2 separate regions of the Sus scrofa genome follow, and region 2 is linked to region 1. The links are chromatin contacts, called in public Hi-C maps. All regions are on one chromosome and are shown on one strand. Each heading gives the region's core, a stretch centred on a gene start, on an enhancer-like site or on the middle of the called end of the contact. The rest is flanking DNA. Distances are from core to core; before and after follow the strand shown.

Evidence for each region. Hi-C and Micro-C count contacts between places; a contact is called where the count stands out from the background.
Region 2: a Hi-C map of epiblast stem cells shows a contact between it and region 1, with 2.6 times the contacts expected there. The contact joins the promoter of SLC44A4 here to the promoter of VWA7 in region 1. A contact is called at or near these places in 1 of 5 promoter capture datasets (liver) and 4 of 47 Hi-C or Micro-C datasets (alveolar macrophages, embryonic fibroblasts, epiblast stem cells and 1 more).

What each region holds. Positions count from the first base shown.
Region 1 is chr7:23,882,819-23,887,934 of Sscrofa11.1, reverse strand. VWA7 (von Willebrand factor A domain containing 7) reads left to right here and starts at 2,384. Exons shown (of 17, transcript NM_001195327.1): 1 at 2,384-2,746; 2 at 3,047-3,265; 3 at 3,268-3,327; 4 at 3,772-3,868; 5 at 4,439-4,549. The coding sequence starts at 2,513. It overlaps VARS (valyl-tRNA synthetase), which reads left to right. Exons shown (of 33, transcript NM_001195378.1): 29 at 106-270; 30 at 273-311; 31 at 397-508; 32 at 616-941; 33 at 1,656-1,803. The coding sequence ends at 941.
Region 2 is chr7:23,974,923-23,980,038 of Sscrofa11.1, reverse strand. SLC44A4 (solute carrier family 44 member 4) reads left to right here and starts at 2,809. Exons shown (of 21, transcript NM_001101818.1): 1 at 2,809-2,859; 2 at 4,654-4,702. The coding sequence starts at 2,826. EHMT2 (euchromatic histone lysine methyltransferase 2) reads left to right here. Exons shown (of 29, transcript NM_001101823.1): 27 at 1,145-1,223; 28 at 1,349-1,524; 29 at 1,851-2,356. The coding sequence ends at 2,031.

The sequences.
Region 1 (5,116 bases), core at 1,135-3,634:
AGATGGGGCCCCGGGCCACCCTGTCCCCTCCCAGTCCTCATGGATTCACAGGGGCTGGAGGCTCGACCTTCCCCAGCCCTGAGCTCGCTGCCTCCCATCCCCTAGGAGTGCCTGAAGCCTGTGCTGAACGGGGTGGACCAGGTGGCGGCCGAGAGCGCCCGCCAGACCCTCTACACCTGCTTGGACGTCGGCCTGCGGCTGCTCTCACCTTTCATGCCCTTCGTGACCGAGGAGCTGTTTCAGAGGCTGCCCCGGCGGACGCCGCAGGCCCCCCTAGCCTCTGTGTCACCTCCTACCCGGAGCCTTCAGAGGTACGGGGTGTGGCCGGGAATGGGGCTCCGGGGGGCTCTGCAGAGCGGCCTCCCAGCCTCCCTGACCCCCTCCTGCACCCCACAGTGCTCCTGGAAGGACCCCGAGGCAGAGGCCGCCTTCGAGCTGGCCCTGAGCATCACTCGAGCTGTGCGCTCCCTCCGTGCCGACTACAACCTCACCCGGATCCGGCCCGACTGTGAGCTTCGGGCCCCCACGTCCTCCTGTCCCCACAGTGCACTCTGGGACCAGTATCAGGGCAGCTGGCTGTCTCCTGTCTGTTCACCTTTCTCCCTCCCCTGGCAGGTTTCCTGGAAGTGGCTGATGAGGCCACGGGTGCCCTGGCATCGGCAGTGTCAGGCTACGTGCAGACTCTGGCCAGCGCTGGTATAGTAGCTGTTCTGGCTCTGGGGGCTTCTGCACCCCAGGGCTGTGCTGTGGCCCTGGCCTCTGACCGCTGCTCCGTCCACCTGCAGCTGCAGGGGCTGGTAGACCCCGCCCGGGAGCTGGGCAAACTGCAGGCCAAGCGTGACGAGGCGCAGCGGCAGGCCCAGCGTCTGCAGGAGCGCCGTGCCGCCTCCAGCTACTCTGTCAAGGTGCCCCTCAAAGTCCAGGAGGCAGATGAAGCTAAGGTGTGTGGTTTGGGTGGGCGTTTCCTTCCCCATGTCCCTCCCCAGGGCTCCCGCTGCCTTCGGACCCCCCCCCCCAATTACACTGCGCGGGCAGGGGCACGTAGCAGGTTGATGGCGGAGGAGGCCTCGAACCCAGGGCCTAGAACATGGCTTCCACCTGCTGGGGGCTGGGCTCAGGACCGCCCAGGTAGAGTCAGGTCGCTCCACCGATCACCTGGAGCCCCTCCATGGAGGAAAACCACAGGTGCGAGAAGAGAATGTGGGTGGAGACGGAGAGTTACAGGGCCTGGGTGACTGAGTGGAGTTAATTTCACACTTAATTGTCCCAAGTGGCCCTCTCAGGCCAGGGGGCTGTAATACCGTTGCCCATTTCCAGCTGAAGGCTGAGGGCTAGCTTACAAGGTTGCCTTCCTAACTAGGTCCACCTCCCCAGTCAGGGTGTGGGGCTTGGCCACCGGGGGGCGCACATGAGCTCAGAGGCCCCTTTGTCCTTGGGAGCTGATCACTCTGGGAAAAGGCAGGACCCAGGACACCAGCGATGATAGAAGAGAAGGAGGTGCTGGTGGGGAGACTGGCCAGCCAAGCACACAGGTCCCCGAGCTGCTCCCTGCCCAACTCTGACCCCTCTCCAACTCTGACCCCTCTGCTCTCCCCACTTGGGGCTCTCCTCTCTTGGGCCTGGGCCCTCACCACCCACCACCCCTTTGTTCCACCCTCAGCTCCAGCAGACGGAAGCAGAGCTCAGGAAGGTGGAGGAGGCCATCGCCCTATTTCAGAAGATGCTGTGATAGACCCACCTCCAGCCCTCATGACCCCCAGTGGTCCACCGTGGGGATGGCAGCAATAAAATATTTTGCCACAAAACCATCTCTTGACTGTTTGTGTGGTGGGGCTGGGTTCCTGAATCCTCAGGTGCTGATGTGAACAGTAGGGTGGCAGGCTGGGCATGAGGCGTTGGGTCCTGGTGGGCAGAGAGGTGCGTCTGTCTGGGTCTGGCCCTGGCCCTGAGCCAGGCCTGAGTCATGCTGCTGGCTCCCTCCTCCTCCGGCTCGTCTCCACTCACCTCCGCTGCACTGCAGCCGGCGGAGGGAGGACCGCCCTGGTGCTTGCTGGCTGCTGCTTGTGGCCTCAAGTGGAGGGGCCAGGGCCTGCCTGTCCAGCCCCCACCGTGCCGGGGCCTCCCTCCCCTCCACGGAGTGTAGCCTAGGTTAATTATAACTCTGACCTAAGTGCCCTGTGACGCCACGCCCCAGCGGCCCTTCCCGGAGACCCAGCAACCAGGTAGGGGAGAGGCCTGGAGAGGAGGCTTCCTGCGCAAGGTGGGGTCAGGCTGGGGCGGGAAGGGGGGCCTGGGGGAGGAGCCTCAGCCCCCTCCCCTGCAGGTGTAAGTCCCTATTGGTCCGATGGGCCCTCAGGTTTTCCGAATGAGGGGAGAGGGCGGGGAGGCCAGCTGGAGCAGATAAAGGGCCAAAGCAGGTGCCCACAGAGGCCAACAGGAAGCCCTGCCCTGGAGACGCTGCTGCTTCCTCCTCCCTTAAGGGCCCTCTGCCCCCCAGGTCCATGTCTCAGCCATGCTCCCTGCCGATGCACCCCTGTCCCACCTGGGCCCCCCAGCGCTGCTGCTACTGCAGCTGCTGCTGCCCCCCACGACTGCCTTCTTCCCCAACATCTGGAGCCTCCTGGCTGCCCCCGGCTCCATCACCCACCAGGACCTGACCGAGGAGGCGGCCCTCAACGTCACCCTGCAGCTCTTCCTGGAGCAGCCGCCCCCAGGTCGGCCCCCCCTTCGTCTCGAGGACTTCCTGGTGAGCACCCTTGTGTCTGGTCGCATCCCAGCCGGGTTCCCCTGTTCCCAGGGACCTTGAGGCCCCTGCTTGCCATGAGGAGGGACCCCCCTCCCTTTCTCACCACAGCAACAGTGCCCAGGGTCCTGGTCCTAAAATCAGATGTCTCCCTCCTCAGAAAAGCCCAGCGTTGCCCTCCCTTGCAGGGCCAGCACTCTGGGTTCCTCCCACACCCAGCTTCGAGCCAGAGCTGAGGATATGTGGGCAATGGGCCAACCCAGGGGGCTTTCCTGGAACCCCTGTCCCCCGCTTCTCTCCCAGGGCCGCACCCTCCTTGCCGACGACCTCTTTGCTGCCTACTTTGGCCCTGGGTTTCCCTCCCGGCGCTTCCGGGCAGCCTTAGGCGAGGTGTCTCGTGCCAATGCCGCCCAGGACTTCCTGCCGACTTCCAGGAACGACCCCGACCTGCACTTTGACGCTGAGCGCCTGGGCCAGGGGCGCACACGCTTGGTGGGGGCTCTGCGGGAGACCGTGGTGGCAGCGGAGCCCTGGACCACACCCTGGCCCGCCAGCGCCTCGGGGCCGCTCTTCATGCCTTGCAGGTGAGCACAGAGGTGGGGCAGTGGTGGTGGTGGGGTGTCTGTGCTTCCAGCCTTCCCATCTCCCCAGCGGCGCCTGCTTAGTCGTGCCTCCCCTACTCTGGATGGGGTTGGGCAGGCTCGCCGTGCCCTGGGGCTGTTCCCAGGTCCCCACCTCCAAACCCAGGGCTTCCTGGGGGAAGAGCCAGGAGGCCTTTGCAGCTGGAGCCAAGTGAGAGTAGGAGAGAACAGTGCTGAGAGAGGTGGGCCTGCTCCGGTGAGATGGGGAGAAACACTCCCACTTGGTAAAGCTTCTCCAGGCCAGGGAGAGGGCTGTGGAGGGGCTTAGGGGTCTGAAGGAGCCAAGGGTGGGAGGAGGCTTTGGGCGGGGCTGGGGGAGTGAGGCGTCTTGCCTGGAGACTGTGAGGACAGTGAGCCGAAGTCGTCTTCTTCCTTCCCTGGGACTAGGATTTCTACAGTCACAGCAACTGGGTGGAACTGGGGATGCAGCAGCCACACCCTCACCTCCTCTGGCCGAGGCAGGAGCTCCGGAGCCTGGCACAAGGTACAGCCCTGACCCTGCTGGTCGGGGGGACTCTGCAGAGCTACCTCCTCTCAGCCCAGCCAGCCAGTGTCACATCCTGAGGTCGCATAGGATGTGACATCACTTCATCTTGGAACAACCTGTGAGGTCCCTCCGATCAGCCAAGGACCAGGTCTGCAGACCTCAGGGAGTTCTCTGGCTTTCACGCAGCTTCTTCCCCAGCTGGACCACATGGCACTTCCTCTGGTTCCCCTCATCCTTCAGACTGAACTAGGTCCTGGAAGCTGCCTCTTGTCTGTTACAAGTTCACTTCCAGTCCACAGCTCACAGAGGGCGCACTCCCCATAGGATGGGTCCCCACACTTCTGGATTTTCTAGCATAGTCTCAGTCTCAAATACTGACTGAGTCTCATTGCCAGCCCAGGAACTCCAGGTTTTAGCTCAGAGCCTAGCACGGCACCTATGAGGGGTACCTAAGGGCTTTCTCCTTGTTCCACTTGGGCAGAAAAGCTGCAGATGTTTTGGGTGGACAGGGATAAAGGTGAGGGGCCGCAGAATCTTGGGTACCAGACCTCTGCCGTCTCTTCCCAGTGGACGATCCCACCTGCTCCGACTGTGAGGAGCTGAGCTGCCCTGGGAACTTGCTGGGCGTCACACTCCTCACCTCTGGCTACTTCGGAACGCATCCCTCCAAACCACCAGGTACCAGACAGGAAAGCCCCCAGAAGGAAGGGGAGAAAGTCACTTCCTTTCCCCAACCCTCTCCCCAGGGACTTCAGTCCTGTAGGCCCTTGTCCTCTTTCCTGTGGCATCATGTCTGGGAAGAAGGACAGGAGGTGGGGATGTGGGTGGGCAGGTGGAGGAAGGCCCACTGGGGCGCCGTCATTGTTGGGGTTGGGGAGCAGCTTCTTACTCAGCTGATAAGACTTGTCAATCACATGAGGGCAGCTGTGAGGGACTGACTGGAGGGATGGGGGGGGAATCTGCCACGTGCTGCGGTGACGAACCACTCCAGATGCACTCCACAGCTGCCCTCTGTAAAATGTCATAGTTTCTTCCCGATCCTCTGCTGAGGAGTGAGAGGGTCAGGCCAGGACAGAAAGGGCCTAATTTTCTTAGGAGGCAATGTTTTTTGTTTTTGTTTTTTAACTAAAATTAATTTTTAAAAAATTTTATTTTTTATTTTTTGTCTTTTCTAGGGCTGCTCCTGCGGCATATGGAGGTTCCCAGGCTAGGGGTCTCACTGAAGCTATAGCCACCGGCCTACGC
Region 2 (5,116 bases), core at 1,560-4,059, 92 kb before region 1:
CTTAACCTCTCTGAGCCTTACTTGTCTGCAAAATGGAGGTGGTCATAGCTCCCTTTCTGTCTAGCTCCTTGGAGGCCTCAGGTCCCTCCGTCCATCAGGTCTTTCTCTTCTCAGCATCTGTAACCTCCCCCTTTCCTGTGGCTCTTAGTCCATGGACTTCACATTGAACGTAGATCCTCTTTGGCCTTTAAAACAATTCAGCCCCATTTGCCTATGTAAGAGACCATTAATTTATACCCTGCATTACTTTTTTTTTTTTTCTTCTCTTGCTGTGCCCACAGCTTGTGGAAGTTCCCAGACTCAGGGATCAAACCCACAGCATAGCCGTCGCCCCTGCTGCAGCAGTAACAACACCAGATCCTTAACCACTAGGCCACCAGGGAACTCCCATGTTCGCCTGCATTTTGGCTTCACTCCCGCCCACATCCGCCTTTACCCTTTCCCTCTGCCTCTCCGTGTGTCTCAGTGCTCCTCCTCCTCCTGCCGTCTGCCACCCCTGATGGCTCCCATGACACCGTCCTCACCTACTTGCCATCCATCCATCCTTCCTCTTCACTCTGCTTTCCACAGCTCCTCACCGCCCCCCAGGTCCTCACATTTCTGTGGACCCGTCCCTTCCAATAGCCCTCAGCCCGGAACCGCCCCTGCCTGCGGGGTGACTCCTAGTCTCCAAACCTCCAGTGTCTCCAGCTGAAGAGATTTCCTCACCCAGGCCGCCCCCAGACACTGATCCCTTTGCCGCAGCAGCCCTTCCCTCTAACACCCACTGCTGCTTCCCCAGCTCAGCCCTGGCCTCAGGCTGTCGTCCTGCCTGTTGTCCTGGCTGTCTGGTGGGGACCCCAGCTGGCAGGAGTGTGTCCTGTGTGTACCCTCACATGCCTGCGTCCCTTGTTCCTCCTCTTGATCCCCCGCCTGGATAGGGGCTTCCCACGCCTCCCCCCCCAGACAATGTGCCCTGTCCTCGGGACCCCATGTGCCTTGCCCACCCGAGCCCCAGCCGTGCTGATCTGTGAGATTCATGGACAGTGACTGGGGCAGCTGACAGGCAGCAGGAGAGGAGTTGTGGGGTTGTGAGGCGAGACAGCCCAGAGCCTGTTCCCAGGAACCCCCCCTCAACCCCGGCACCACCACCTCCTGCCCACAGGTATGTGGGAGAGCTGATCTCTGATGCCGAGGCTGACGTGAGAGAGGATGATTCTTATCTCTTCGACTTGGACAACAAGGTGGGCGGGAGACCCCTCCATCACCTCCTCTCGGCCAGCAGATGGAAACTGGAAGGGGCCTCGGGCTGTCGGTGGGCTCGAGGGGTGGTGGGTGGTGGATGTGCTGACTGCCGCCCTCCCCTCAGGATGGTGAAGTCTACTGCATCGATGCCCGTTACTACGGCAACATCAGCCGCTTCATCAACCACTTGTGTGACCCCAACATCATCCCCGTCCGGGTCTTCATGCTACACCAAGACCTGCGATTTCCGCGCATTGCCTTCTTCAGTTCACGAGACATCCGGACCGGGGAGGAGCTGGGGTGAGGCAGCCTGGGACGCGGCCATGGGTGTGGGAGGGGCAGCCGGCCCGGGACCAGAGCAGGAAGGCTGGAGAGTGCCTGCTCTCCAGGCACGGATTAGAGCAGAGCTTCTCTGAAACGGGCCATAAACAGAGTCCCAAGCCGCACAGGTTTTGAGTCAGTAGGTTTGGGATGAGGCCCAAGAGTCCTCATTCCTAACAAGCTCCTGGGCAGCGCTGGGGCTGTAGGTGCAGAGAGCATAGGAGGCCTCAGAGCCCCGCAGAAGATGGGGACAGATGCTTCGGAGTGGGTCTGGGTCCCACAGACCGCCTGTGCTCCCCTGACAGGTTTGACTATGGTGACCGCTTCTGGGACATCAAAAGCAAATATTTCACCTGCCAGTGTGGCTCTGAGAAGTGCAAGCACTCAGCGGAGGCCATCGCCCTGGAGCAGAGCCGCCTGGCCCGCCTGGACCCCCACCCCGAGCTGCTGCCCGAGCTCAGCTCCTTGCCCCCCGTCAACCCCTGAGAGTGGACCACACACACCCCTCCCTACCCCAGGACGGCCACCAACTCGGCAGCCACCTCTGCTACTTGCTGCCCACAGCCCACACCTGGGGGTGCCACAGTCTCCTGTCCCTGCACCCCTCCACACATTCCTCAGCCAGAGATCCCCGCCAGGCCCTGGAGGTCTGACAGCCCCTCTCTCCCAGAGCTGGTTCCTCCCTGGGAGAGTGACTTCAGGGCTGGCCACCCCCCTGTTCCCCATCCTTAGCTGAAGTTTGATGAATTGAAATTGGGGCCCTATGCTAACTGGTTTCCTTTGTTCTCAATAAATGTTGGGTTTGTAATAAGCCGAGGGGTTGCAGCCAGAGGGAACGTGGGTGCGAGGGGCAGGTGAGGATGGGAAGCAGGCCGGGCAGGTGTGCCTGGTGTGGCTGGTGCGGCTGGCCGCCCGGGGGAGGGGCAGGGGGTGACCGGGTGCAGGATCTCTGGTCAAGGCCAAATCTCATCTGGACACTTAATCTTTTGCGGGAGGGTGTGGGCGGGAGTGTACAACCAGTGAGGAAGTTGGCAAAATTGAGGAGGGTTTTCTTAGAGCGTGCGGGAGTCCTTCAGGTCGTGGTCCTTGAGGCCTGAGCAAGTAGCCTTGACCTGACCCCATCCCAGGCTCGCCTTCCAGCTCAGAGTCAAGTAGGAGGAACTAGAGTGTGTCAGGGACCACAGGCAGGGGTGGGGCTGTGACGTGCCAGAGGGAGGGCGGGGCAGGTGGCAGGTGAGCTGCCAGGTCTCCCAGGCTCCAATCACTCCGGAGACTGAGCCATGGGGGAAAAACAGGACCCAGACAAGGCCTACGGTGAGGCTGGGGCCAGGCTGGGATGGGGGCTCGGGCTCCAGTGAGGAAAGGGAGAGCTACACTGGGAATGGGGAGGGGGGCGCGGTGCTGGGGTCGCCCCAAGGAGTGGAGCTGAGGGGAGCCGTAGTCCCAGAGGGGAGGGACCAGGAAATGAGCTGATGGAAGAAGGTCCTGGGAGGAGGACGGGGTTCTGGGGCTGGGAGCCATGGCTGGGGAGCCTTCCCGGAGTGCATCTGGGGTCCCTGGGAGGAGGGGGTGCTATCAGCCCTGGACTCTGGTTCTCTGGAGGCAGGGCCCTGGGAAGCAGAGCCTGAACCGGAAGGAGGCAGGGACAGGGTCCTGAGGAGGGGAAAGGGCTCAGGCTGGGGGTGTCAGGTGCTGCAGAGCCTGGGAGGGGTGAGCTGGGGTCTAGGCAGCTGTCAGGAGAAGCAGCTGCGGTCCCCAAGAGGAGGAGGAGTTTCGGCCTGGACTCTGGGTCTCTGAGGGGACAGGGTGCTGGGGGTCCCTCTGAGGAGCTGGGGCTGCAGATCTTGGTGGAGAGGGGGCTGGGGGCCTGTCTCGAGGGTCTCTGTTAGGAGGGTGTACACAGAGGAATGGGGAGCAGCACCTGCTGAGGGTCCTCTGCAGGGTAAGGCCTCAGGAAAGGGAGCAGGGAGCCTGTCTCCAGAATCTGTGAGGAACAAGGCTGGGAGGCTGCCCAGGGGTCCCCAGGCCTGGGGTTGGGGGGCGGGAGTCTGAAGGGAGAGGACACTGGGACACCTGTGAGCATCGAAGGCTAGGGGGTTGCCTGCCGAGGCCCCCTGGGGTCTGGGGTTCTGAACTTCTCTCTGGAAAGAAGGGAACCCAAAGGAGGGGCCTCCCAGAAGCCTTCCTTGGTCCAAAGGGAATTAGGGGAGGGAGCAGTGAGGGCGCCTCGTAAGCTTCAGCTTCCCGGAGCGGCTTTGGGTCAATCATTGACATCATGTCCGAGAACCTTGGAGGGACAGAGTCCAGGGCACCAGGGACAATGGACCACACCCCATCCCAGCCCTCTGTCCTCCCTCCTCGATGCCCACAGGGGACCCTGGCTGCCTGGCCCCACCCCCTCTCTGTGTGTACTCAGGGAGGACCAGGAACAGGACGTGGCCCCAATCTCAACTGCCAGGCTCAGGTGTCACCGGGACTGCCCTCCCAGGGACTGACAGTAGCCTGGAGACCAGACCGAAGTCCTTTCGGGGTGGGGGTCTGCAGGGGCCCCTCCCCTCCCCGGGCCTTGGGGGAGTGGATGCCTTCGGTTCCAGTGTCTTTCCCCTTAGCTTGGGGCCGGGGGTAGAGGAAGGGGCTGGGGTCGATGCCGAAGGGGCTATGACCTCCCTGAAAAGCTCTGAATCTGCGCCCACAAGGATAGGGGTGTGAAAGCCACTGGGAAGGCTGAAGACAGCCCACACCCCAGCTGGAGGGAGACTCCGGAGCCAGGGTGGGGGAAGGAGATGAAGGCTATTTGCCTGGCGGCCTTGAGGTTCGAGCCATTAATGACCCATAAAGGCGGCCCTTTCCCCTCCCTCCAAGGCCGCCTGGCTGGAGTTCACAGTGAGCCGTGAGGCTGCTGACCAAGCTTTGATCCTAACGTTTCCTGTTCTCCTATTTCCCCTCCTCCCGGCCCTGCCCTAGTCCATCTCCCCCCAAACTCCTGAGGGCCAGGGAGGACCCCGGTGCATGGCAGATCCTGTGCGGGGAAAGGGTTGGAGGGACTGGAAATGGGGGAGAGACCCCTCTCGATGCCTCACTCTCCACACCTCTCCCCACGCCCTTCAGGGAAACCAGCCAAGTATGACCCCTCCTTCCGAGGCCCCATCAGGAACAGGTGAGTTCTGGACACCGTGCTCCACCGGTGGGGGGCAGAGGCGGAGGGGGGAAGTAAGTGTCCTGGTTTTGCTTCTATTTGCTGAATATTGGTTAGAAATTTGTGGGGGAAACGCTTTTACGCAGGAGAGTGGCGGCCCTGGGGAAATTGCCTTGTCTAGAGGGGGCGCAAAGGGGCTTCTGGGAACTGGTGATGTTCTTTCTGTGTCTTGACCTGGGAGCTGGCTACCCAGGCATATGCCCTTTGGGAAAATTTGTCCAGCCGAGCACTTACAAATTGTGCCCTTTCTGGTGTTAAATTTCAGAAGAAAGTTTACCCACCCAGAAAATTTTTTTCTTAAAAAATAAAATAACAGAGTTCCCGTTGCAGCTCAGAGGTAACAAACCCAACTAGGATCCATGAGGATGCAGGTTC